Linked DNA regions of Mus musculus: regions 2 and 3 are each linked to region 1. A link is a contact called in public ChIA-PET data. All regions are on one chromosome and are shown on one strand. Each heading gives the region's core, a stretch centred on a gene start, on an enhancer-like site or on the middle of the called end of the contact. The rest is flanking DNA. Distances are from core to core; before and after follow the strand shown. Region 1 holds the start of Xcl1 (chemokine (C motif) ligand 1). Region 2 holds the start of Sell (selectin, lymphocyte). Region 3 overlaps Selp (selectin, platelet).

Evidence for each region. ChIA-PET counts read pairs in DNA pulled down with a chosen protein or histone mark.
Region 2: a contact with region 1 is called in an RNA polymerase II ChIA-PET map of memory CD8 T cells, with 10 read pairs. The contact joins the promoter of Sell here to the promoter of Xcl1 in region 1. A contact is called at or near these places in 2 of 39 promoter capture datasets (the 3T3-L1 cell line and pre-B cells) and 1 of 115 datasets of contacts at active chromatin or transcription factors (memory CD8 T cells).
Region 3: an RNA polymerase II ChIA-PET map of memory CD8 T cells shows a contact between it and region 1, with 10 read pairs. The contact joins the enhancer-like site here to the promoter of Xcl1 in region 1. A contact is called at or near these places in 4 of 39 promoter capture datasets (embryonic stem cells, liver, pre-B cells and 1 more) and 1 of 115 datasets of contacts at active chromatin or transcription factors (memory CD8 T cells).

What each region holds. Positions count from the first base shown.
Region 1 is chr1:164,933,700-164,937,291 of GRCm38.p6, reverse strand. It overlaps Xcl1 (chemokine (C motif) ligand 1), which reads left to right and starts at 1,770. Exons shown (of 3, transcript NM_008510.2): 1 at 1,770-1,862. The coding sequence starts at 1,802.
Region 2 is chr1:164,060,269-164,063,860 of GRCm38.p6, reverse strand. Sell (selectin, lymphocyte) reads right to left here and starts at 1,785. Exons shown (of 9, transcript NM_011346.2): 1 at 1,670-1,785; 2 at 727-808. The coding sequence starts at 1,672. Gm51665 (a long non-coding RNA gene) reads left to right here and starts at 869. Exons shown (of 2, transcript XR_003948100.1): 1 at 869-931.
Region 3 is chr1:164,133,951-164,137,542 of GRCm38.p6, reverse strand. Selp (selectin, platelet) reads right to left here. Exons shown (of 16, transcript NM_011347.2): 8 at 3,491-3,592; 9 at 254-439. Among named protein-coding and RNA genes, the nearest start is that of F5, 16 kb to the left of the region's middle. Within about 2 kb of position 2,027, at least 142 of the 459 cell types and tissues checked have an H3K27ac peak or open chromatin away from gene starts, as enhancers often do. A contact at or near this core is called in memory CD8 T cells, where this site is marked.

The DNA.
Region 1 (3,592 bases), core at 521-3,020:
TTTTTGTGAGACAGGATTTCTTTCTGTAGCCCTGGCTGTCCTAGAACTCTCTCTGTAGACCAAGCTGAACTCATACTCAGAGATCAACCTGCCTCCAGATGCTAGAATTAAAGGTGTTTGCCACACCACTCGGCTAAGTAGTTTTAAGTTTTCTGAGGGCTCCATACAGTTCTCTATAAGGGTTATACTAACCAGCATTCCTATTAACAGTGCCCAAGACTTTCTCGAGCGAGTCTAAGATGCCATATTTGTATTTTAGAATCGGGACAGCATAACAGCACACTCATTAGTCCATATGAGGCAGGAACAGCCATTTGAATAGCAAATGTGTTCAGGGTTTAAGTGGTACAGTTGTAGAAAGAGCTTAAAATACATTCTGAGAGTGCAGATGAAGTCTGCTTGGCTTGACTGGCATTAATCAAAAACTTCTTAGAGATTAATTTATGATCCTCATGGAAATATAAATTTATTTTATATCTCTAATATTAATGAAAAATCTTATAGAATACAGAGTATCAGTAAGCATATTTTATTGACAACTATATAAACTAAGAAACAAAACTAAAATGGAATATCAGAAAGGTTGGTATAATCGATATACTTAATCTCTGTTGGAGACATTGCAAATGAAAACTATATTTTGGGAAGATTATATAAAGGTAGCAAGAGCTACAAGTACAGCAGTATGCTTTCTCCCACTATCCATCTTCCAAATTATTAATGGAATCAGGCCAGATTATACTATTGAAAAAAATAGCCTTAGAGCTGTATCTGTGTTGTAGTAGCAGAGGAGGCTATTTAATGCATGAAAGCTTGCTCAAAGTACAAGAGCAAAGACAGAAGAAACAGGAGCAGCTATTTAACTTTTTAGTTTGCTGAAACAGCAATTGTCATGATCATGATTGTGTACACGAACACCCTTAGAAGGGAGACTTCTGGAGCTTTTATTCTATTTACTTACTTGTATGTATGTGAGTCTACCTGCACCTGTAGTCAGGTGCTCATGGAGATCAGAGGAGGCTATCAGATCCCCTGGAGCAGGGCTGATAAGTGACTGTGAAGGGCACAGATGCGGGTGCTGGGGATAGAAGTCTTTTTTTTCTTTCTAAGATAAGATTGTAGAACAGCAATAAGCTTAACCAGACCAGTGTATGTCTGTTTCCCCCAACCAGCAAGCATGCATAGAGATATGCTGTTGCTCCTCCTCCTGTTGAAGAAATGGGTGCAACCTGAGCAAAGCTAAGGAAGAAGGAGATGAAGAAGGAGAAGCCAGAACAGCAGCAAGCTCTTTGCTTTCCTGTGGAGTCAGGCAGGGCCACGGGGGGCTGATTTGTGGTTGTCGACGCCTTCAGTCCCAGGCAGCAGGTGGGATGGACCACCGTGACCACACCACCTCATTTCCTTTGCCCAGTTATCACACTGAGCCATGACACGGACTGGCTTCAGGATGGAAGATCCGACCTTAGCTTCACAACTGTATAAAAAAAAAAAAAGACAACTACACTTCATCTCATGCTCACATTTAGTTTCAATGACACATTAACCACACAGGGAGAAGAAAAGGCCACAAGGTCTCATGTTGGTGTGAACAAGGCAAAGGAACTTGTGTTTAAATTTAAAAAAAAAAAAGAGAGAGAGAGACAGAAAATATCATCATCATTGCAAAGACTTTCCGTGATTCCACACCCACCCCGAAAGCCCCTCGCAACCCAGGAAGTGTGCTGACCATTGAGGGTAATAAAAGGGGCTCCTGGGGAGTCTGCTCCACATTCTTCTTGCACAGCCCAGCAAGACCTCAGCCATGAGACTTCTCCTCCTGACTTTCCTGGGAGTCTGCTGCCTCACCCCATGGGTTGTGGAAGGTAAGCTGAGCAGATATTAATGGGATAAAGAAGAGGTGGGCTCATATGCTAGGTTTGACTTGGGTTTTGATTAGAATAACTGCTTTCTCCAGGTAAGCCTCAAACTTCATATACAGAATGGGAAGTGCTAATTTCAACTCAGATAGTTTGGACTCATGTTTATTTATTTAAAGTTGAATATTCTGTCTATATATCTCAACACTGTGAGCTGAAATTAAAATGGAATAATCTGATTTTTTTTTACTGATGATTACTTAAGCACATTAAATATCCTTAGAATGATATTTTTATTAATTCTGGCAATGCTTGCAAATGAGTCTTGCTTTTGTTTACTTAAAATTGATTTGATAAATTATCAGACTCTTAGAGTTTCTTCACAGTGGGGAATGTGCTCAAAGGCATATGTTCAGAAGCAAATCAATGCTTTCTACTTGCAAAAGACAAGAAAAAGGTGACCAGAAGTTCATAACTTCATATCAAGAGAACCAATATTATTCTCAACTAAATGGAGGAGTCTGCCAATATTGTTGAGAATATTATAACTTATGATAGAGTTCTTGAGTTTGTAAGACAGCCTTTGATACTGAGAGTAACAGATAATTCACAGTGACAAATGAGCCTGGAAGATATTCCCAGGTAAGATGCAAAAGCACTGAGCTCATTGTTCGGCTGATGTTTCCTAAAAGGTCACCTTTTCCTACTGGCTGGAGTTGACTTACAGATCTATTTGTATTCTGTTCTGCACACTTAGACTATAATATTATAATTTTATCAGAGATTCTACATGGGCATAAAGGGAGTAAAGGAAACAGGCTGGAAATCCTTGACATTGGGTGAAAGCAGGAATATTGACAAAGAAAAAAACCTTCAAGGATATTCTGTTAGGTTACATGCTGCTAAAGGAATGGCATTTTGAGTTGACAGGTGTCCTGTCCGGCTGGACTCAGGATAGGGCAGGCCTGGAGGTGGTCTGTGAGAGCTGGAGGAAAGGTGGTCTTGCTCTCAGTTTTGCAAATTTTCTACTCAAAGGAGGTTTGGAAAGCTTTGGTGGTTTTTAGTGTATGCCAAATGGGACAAAAGTAATTTTTGCTTTGACTTAATTCTGCAAATGTTTTAATAGACCACCTAACATTGCTGAGAAACAGCAAGTTTCTAGGTATAGAAGACAATAGGGCTCTGCCAGCCTTGGGTAGCCACGTGCACTTGACACGTAGAAATACCGTTCTTAATAGTGATGGAAAGCTGAAAGAGACCAGAATTCCTTTTTCTATTGAGTCCAGAGTAGTTCAGCATAGGATATTGGCTGGGTAAAGAATGTTCAGGTTGGCGTTGAGAATGAAGGAGAGGAGCCGTAAGAAAAGCGGCGCAAGCAAACAGTCTCTAGTTGCTCATCATGGACAAATGGCTTCCTGTGGTGGCAACAGCAGAGTTCATCCTTGATCGTTATCAATGATGACTTGAGATCCTTCTGCAGCTGTGAAGCACATAGCAGTAGCTCCATCTAGGGAGAGCATTAACATGTCAATACTTTGCTTATTTGGATTTTAACCAATTCCTAAGTCTCATGGGCTCTCCTACGATATCTTTCCTTGTGCAATGGAAGGTGGAGTTATGAACTTAATTGGCCTCCTTGGTCCATCCCTCTGAGAAGAAATCCCGAGGAAACCCTTCCATACTGCGTTTCATATCTGACTTATAAAATGGGGACACATCTATTTGTTCAGTCAGAT
Region 2 (3,592 bases), core at 536-3,035, 870 kb after region 1:
GGTGTTGGGGGGTATATGGTGTTGTTGAAGGGGGAAATGGCATATCATTATGATCATACTTTACTGTGCATGTATGAAACTCTCAAAAGCAAAGAAAAATTTATAAAAACAAAGAGAGGGTGTGTTCACTTGTTCTGAGCTGAAAGTCCAGGTGAGAGAAGAAGGAGAGCTAACATAAGTTAGCTCAGACAATGGTTCAAATTTATTGATGAAGAGTCTCTAAGGCTTAAGCATAAAACATGTAACATCAAAAGAAAGACACAAAAGCCCCTAAAATAAAAACAAAACCCCAGCCCTCAGGCAGCCCACGCTCTGGACTGTGGAAGTTCATTTTGGGCACAGCAAACTATTAATAGAAAATGAAATGTAGAATAAGCATAACGTGCCTTATTAGAGGTTTGTCAATTAACTGTACTCCTTCCTAACAGAGGACTATTGTGTAGATATCAGGATTTGGGCACATCACTAGAGAATGTCAATGCTAAGCTGGTATTAGGGGGACTCAGAAAAGTTCTGAAGGTCAGAGAAAGAATGAGAGTCCTTAAAAGAATTAATAGCCAAAAATAAAAAATACAAAAACAAAAAAAAAAATAAAACAAAAAAGCAACAAAAAAAAGAATTAATAGCCATCTACCTGATTGTATTCCCTGCAACTATGTACTTTCAATGAATATTTAAGAAAAGAACAATCACTGCCTAAGGCTTAGCCAAAAACAAAGGACATACCACAACAGAGCAGTGTCCAGACCCACAGCTTCAGGATGTTCCTCGAGCCCCAGTAAGTACCCTCACATCTCCATGGAAACACCTGTAAATGAAGTGCAAAATATTTAAACTCTGAACTGCAAACTTATAGCACCATGAGGCAGTGCCCTGGCACTTCTTCAATTCACAGATAAAGCCCATCAGCCCACTATCAACCGTATCCAAGGTAAACTATTTGGGGGGGGGTGGGTGTCATGGCTGAAAATTATGGCATCTACTTCATTACACACTGGTACACTACTTTATTTCATTTTCCTTCCAGGTTTCAGTCCCAGGTTGTTGATCATGATTAATGTTATGCTTTCCGATATTTCGGTATTCTTTGTACCTACTTTTCGACTGAGCTTTAAATCAAACAGAATCTTAATTTTTTTAATGCTCTTGTTTTTAATGCTCTTGGGGTCTAATGAACCAGTGACACTCACATTTGCCTTTCACGCTGGGTCATGAAGGAGCCATACCTCAAATATATGAAAGAATGATGTAGCCAGAAGCCAGGAAAGGCAAGCATTGCTTTTTTCAAGTAAGAAGCAATATATTTTTAATAACTCAAACAACAAAGCCATAGGCTTTCTGCACATCTTAAAACTGTAGTTTTGGATGTATATCACTCCTCAGGGAGTCACTCTGTGTCACCGCAAAGGTCTAATCTTATCTGTGCCCCTTCCAGCATTCCATCAAAGCAAACACCAAGGGAGAAAATCAGCAAGAAAGAGTCTAGAGTCATTTTCTTGAGACAGCATGCGTAGGGGTTTTGTTGTTGTTGTTGTTCTTGTTCTTGTTTGTTGGTTTCTATATTTCTTAAACGCAGAAATGATAGCTTCTTGCCCCCTTGCCACCTGCCTCTTCAACCCCAAGGAAAATTTTGAATATCTAGAGATCTCTTATAGGCTGGGATGCTCACCATGGCTTGCTGGGTCTCTCTGCAAGTCTCTCTGCAGGCCTCAGCCTCCTGCACCTGGGGCTCAGAGTTCTTGCACAAGGAGGGCGTGCTGCGCTCAGGAAGAATGTGCCAATGTCACCAGTGGGGTTTGCTTTCTTTCATTTCTCCAGCCCAGCCTCACATCCTCCGCCCCCAATTCTTCCTCTTTCTCTTCTCTCTCTCTCTCTCTCTATCTCTCTCTCCCCACCCCTTTCCTAATCTGGGCTCAATCATTTGCCCCAAGAACACAGTAGTGGACCAGAAGCTATGCCCCCTGCTCAGGATATCCCCAGTTTGGAAGGAGGAAAGGAAAGGGAGAGATATTGTAATTATATTATAATCCCCCAAATTAAAAAAAAAAAATAGAAAAAAAAAAAAGAAGCAATGGCAACTGGATTCTTCCCCACATCCTCTTAGTCCTTTCTGGTTACCTATGCCTCCTTCCCGTCCCTTCCCTTCCCTACCCTTCCCCTCCTCTACCTTCCCTTCCCCTCCCCTTTTTTCTCCTCCCTTCCCTTCCATTCTTCTCCCTTCCCACCCCACTTTCCTTTGTGTTCCTTGTTTTGTTTATAAACTCCCGACCATGGGGTAGGGGACCCTGGTCGTACCATAGATTAAAAACTTATTTCAGAGCTAGTTCACTTGCTCTTGAACTTCGGGAGCTTTCTGGAAGACTTGACCCAACTTAGTTCCTCTCCTTCCTCTTTCCTCGTTCACCCCCTAGTGGAAGTCCTTGTTAATGGCTCTTCTGAAAGCAAAATCCTAAATAAAATCCCAGGGCTCTAACTTAGAGAGGTTGGGGGACCTAGAAATACCTTGAGTAGAAAGTGTGAAGAGGGTAAGACAGCATATAAAGTTTGAATTCAGCCATTCAAAAGCAATCTGGAGGAAGTCACTGACATAATAGTATTTAAACTGTAAGAAAGTTAGTAATAATGACAAAAAATGGCATGTATGTGTCAACATACACACAGACACACACACACAAATATAATGTAGTAGCAACAATAACAACACTAGAACTTAACAGGTCATCTTAATTACCTTTGAAAGTCTAAAATGGGGCAGTGGTGGCGCACGCCTTTAATCCCAGCATTTGGGAGACAGAGGCAGGCAGATTTCTGAGTTCAAGGCCAGCCTGGTCTACAGAGTGAGTTCCAGGACAGCCAGGGCTACAGAGAAACTCTGTCTCGAAAAACAAAAACAAAAAACAAAAACAAACCAAAAAAAAAAAAAAGCTGAGCAGTGGTGGCGCACGCCTTTAATCCCAGCACTTGGGAGGCAGAGGCAGGCAGATTTCTGAGTTCGAGGCCAGCCTGGTCTACAGGATAACCAGAGCTATACAGAGAAACCTTGTCTCGGGGGGAAAAAAAAACCTAAAACAAAACAAAATAATAATAATAATAAAAAAGAAAGTCTAAAATGCTACAGAGGAGTAACTATTACTAGTCTCATTTTTTAATGTATTTGTTCTTAAGTAATTTCATAGTTCCTTGGTGCTTAATCCACCCCCATCTCCCACTGCTTGTCATTCCCTGGAAACTCACCAACATATCCCCCAACTTCACATGCTTGCTTGCTTCTTTATAATCTATGGAGTCTAAGTAGTCTTGCTTGTTGGAATGTTTACTGGTCTTTCTGGCTTGAACTCATTCAGATAACCATGCCTATCTCTGTAGTATTTTAGACTTTCAAAGGTAATTAATATGACCTGCTAACTTGTAGTGTTGTTATTGTTATTACTATTTTATATTTTTGTGTGTGTGTGTGTGTGTGTGTGTGTGTGTGTGTGTGTGTGTGTTGGCACATACATGTCATGGTGTTTGTCATGTAAGTTCATGGGTGTAACAGCTCCGTCAATAACTTAGGAGGCTGAAACAATGACTGGGCTTTCTGAAAAACAGG
Region 3 (3,592 bases), core at 778-3,277, 800 kb after region 1:
TCTTCATCTGTAGTATGGGGATAATTCTGACTTCCCTGGTTATTCTAGAACACTGATCTCATGTGCTATGATGACGCAAAGGCGTTGTTGAGTGTGAAGTGCTTTACTCAATTTTAAAAAAGGTTATTCGGCAAGAAAGAGATTTTTGGTCTAGATCCTCACACCTGTTGTTTACATATGAGATATGAAGGTATTTCTTCCCTCTCTGGTGGTATCTGAGAAGTCACAAGGAAGGACAGACCCACGTGCCTACCTTCACACGTGGGAGGGGTGCCTGTCCAGTGTCCAGATGGAGAACAATCCAGTCTTTCCGGTCCAGATAGATAAAATCCTTCATCGCACATGAACTGGCATGTGGATTTGTAGGTGGAATTCCCAAGAGGCTGAACGCAGGTCATGGATCCATTCTCAGGACTGAGCATAGGGGCACAGGACACAGCTGTAGTGAGGAGGACAGAGGGAGAGGGGCTTATGTTAGAGCTTGGCATTTTCAAACCCCCCCCACTCCCGGCCCCTGTGTGACTGCTCTCTGTCTTTCTCTACATTTAGCTAAAGGTGGTCATTTTCTGGCTTTTTATCTTTAAGGCATCAGGGAGCAGGGAGGTGGGTGACAGCTATGGCTTACCACTGACTGTCATTCTGAGATCTCACCCACTCAGGGTTTCAGAAGTGATTGTAAAAGGGACTTGGCACCCTTTAGAGAGATAGTGGCATGCTTCACGTTGAATGCCCTAGACCTCAGGGAAAGTCGCCCCCTTGATGTCTTCTTGAGAAACAAACCGGATGATGTTTCCAGCAAACAATGCCAAGAACTTAGAGGTGAAAGTGGGGGTGATTTCTTTCTCTTTCCCAGCCAGTGGTGAGAGAATCTGGGTCTACGTCTTAGCTTATACTATGCACGGTGACCCCTTTGCAGCCGTGGATGCTTTATTTTCAATGAAAATCTGTGACTCTTGCCTCACAGTACTTTTTATTTATATAGCAAGTCACACTTAGGCCACACTCAAAGATTAAATGTAAAAGGGAATAAAGTGGATACATATTTCATTGGTTGTCTGTAAATGACAATTTTCACCACTTCCCAGAAGTCTCAACCTGCAGGACCAGGCATAAATGACCCGCCAAGATAATGAAATCAGGTCTCCCAGTTATTTGGCAGCATATATAAACACAAGTCTGAGGTGCTTGGAGACTGGCTTGGATTGGGACTGACACTTTATGACTTTGGACAAGCCACTTAACCTCTCTGAATCTTGATATCTTAACGACTTAGTCAGATCGAGAGCGAACAGATTCTCGGTGCCAATGTCAGTAGCTGTCAAGGTGGACCTCTCTCGAGGGAGCTCGTGGTACCTTCCTGCCTTAACCACATGTGGGTATGTCACTTGACGCAATGAAGCCCAGATGAATCATGCTGACACTCGGAAGGGAAGGGCTAAGTGTAAACACGGTCTCGGGGACTTCTGCTCCTTGTCTTGGTTATGCAGTATATGGCTTTAAATCAGAGGAAATGGGGCAGCAGTCCTTGTTGTTTCCAGGTACTGTCTGCACCTTTCTTGTCCCTTCATTCCATACCGTCCCTGGCAGTACACCTCTCACTCTAATCAACTTATACAGAGACTGAGATACAGTCTGCCACTTGCAAAGTCTTCCTGTGTTCAGTGTGTGTGTGTGTGTGTGTGTGTGTGTAGAGAGAGAGACAGAGAGAGAGAGAGAGAGAGAGAGAGAGAGAGAGAGAGAGAGAGAGAGAGAAGGCTGTAAGCCAGAAATGCAGAGGGGAAAAGGGTGTGGGTCCTTGCTTTGGTGAAGTCATGGCAGAGTCATTTCCAGCTCTCCAGTGACTTTGCAAGGATGAGTGTAGAGGGCTGTGGGGACGGTGACAAGGAAAATGATCTGATAACGCTCTCTCCCTCGGAAGTGTCACAATAGCTTGTGGATTTCAGGCCTCGTGGTACCTTCCTGCCTCAACCGCATGTGGGTATTTCACTTGATGCACACCCAGTAAGAAGAGGAGAAAGTTCCCTCAGAGTAAACAAAGGGCTAAAAGCAGAAGGGAACTGGAAGGTCACAGGAAGCTGTGGTGAGTGGCAGGCCCTGGCAGTGAACACCCACAGGCAGGACTGTGGAGCAATGAGTAGCTTTCCTGGAAGGGTCTGATCCTCCTGATAATCCTGCTGAGGATTTTGGAGCTCTTCCTCAAAGCTGTATAGACTTCAGTGTCGTGAGGATAAGAGCAAGGGACAAGCCCAGAGCCTCACTCTGTTCTATCCAGACCCAGTTCCTCAATCCCAACCCCAACTCCAGAACTTGACTTAGGTTCTGATGCCTTGAACGAAGGATATCGTATTATGCTGTTAATTAATTAATTAGTTATTCATACATGAATTGTTTGCTTTATAATGGTGTGTGTGTGTGTGTGTGTGTGTGTGTGTGTGTGTGTGAGAACACTTGTGGGACCTGAATAGCAAGTGGTTTCTTTTTCATGAAAAACGTGCTTGCTTTTACTCATATATTTGAAAGCCCATACTAAGTTAAGTGATACAGAAATATTTCACATTGCACATATTAAGTATATTGTTAAAATCAAATATACACAATAAAATACTATTACAAAAATTGCATGAGAGCATATCAGAAGCACTTAGAAATATTTCCTTTGGATGGTTGATATTTACGAGACTATTTTAATGTCTCTATTTTCCTATATATCTGTAGATTTTACAAATATAAATCTTGTTTTGTTAAAAGTGTTTGTCATAAATTTGGCTAAAGTTTTGGGTACATTGAAAGAGAAAGAAATGGGAAAATATGAAAATCACACACTATAAAGTCAGGTGACTAGAACAGCTCTGCTTCACACAGGATGTTATGGTGCTCACAGGACATGCTGGCTTCTTAACACCGAGTCTAACACAGATAGATATAAATTGTCCTAATGAGGCTATGCTTTGCTTTCTTCCGAGAATGCTTTAATCTCCAGTTCATGGCACGGATTCTCCCCAGTGCTCCACACTATAGCCTAACTATGTTTCTCCAGTGTTAAACAGAGAATGCTTACTTCTAGATTCTGTAATTCTGCCTTTCTCATTCCTCCCGGACATGCCATGACCCCTACCAAGAAAGTGTCAGATCAGTCTTGGAGCCAACACTCAGAGTTAAGTTTTCTTTCCCGTCCTCTTTCTGGACCCCGTGCTTAGTGAGTACCACTGTGATAGGAGCCTGCCAGTCCTGATGTAGATTCTGATAAAGACACCGCAAAGGTCACCACATTGTTATCATTGCTAAATATCCTGACACTCATGATGTTTGCTTAGTCTCTGACGACATTTGTATCTGGAATCCTTGGGGGTAGAGGATGAAGGAGTTAGGGACAGACAGCACTCGCTAATTTCTCAAGGTACACCTTATCCAGTTACCACCTCAGATATAGCCTTTAAGAATATTGCCTTCAACTTACTGCTAAGAAAAATGGGGGGAAATCCATCCTTACCTTGACATTCGGGAGGAGCCCCATTCCAGTGTCCAGTAGCCAGGCATCTTATCACACTTGCTCCCACCAAGAGCGAGCCTTCATCACAGGAAAAGCTGCAGA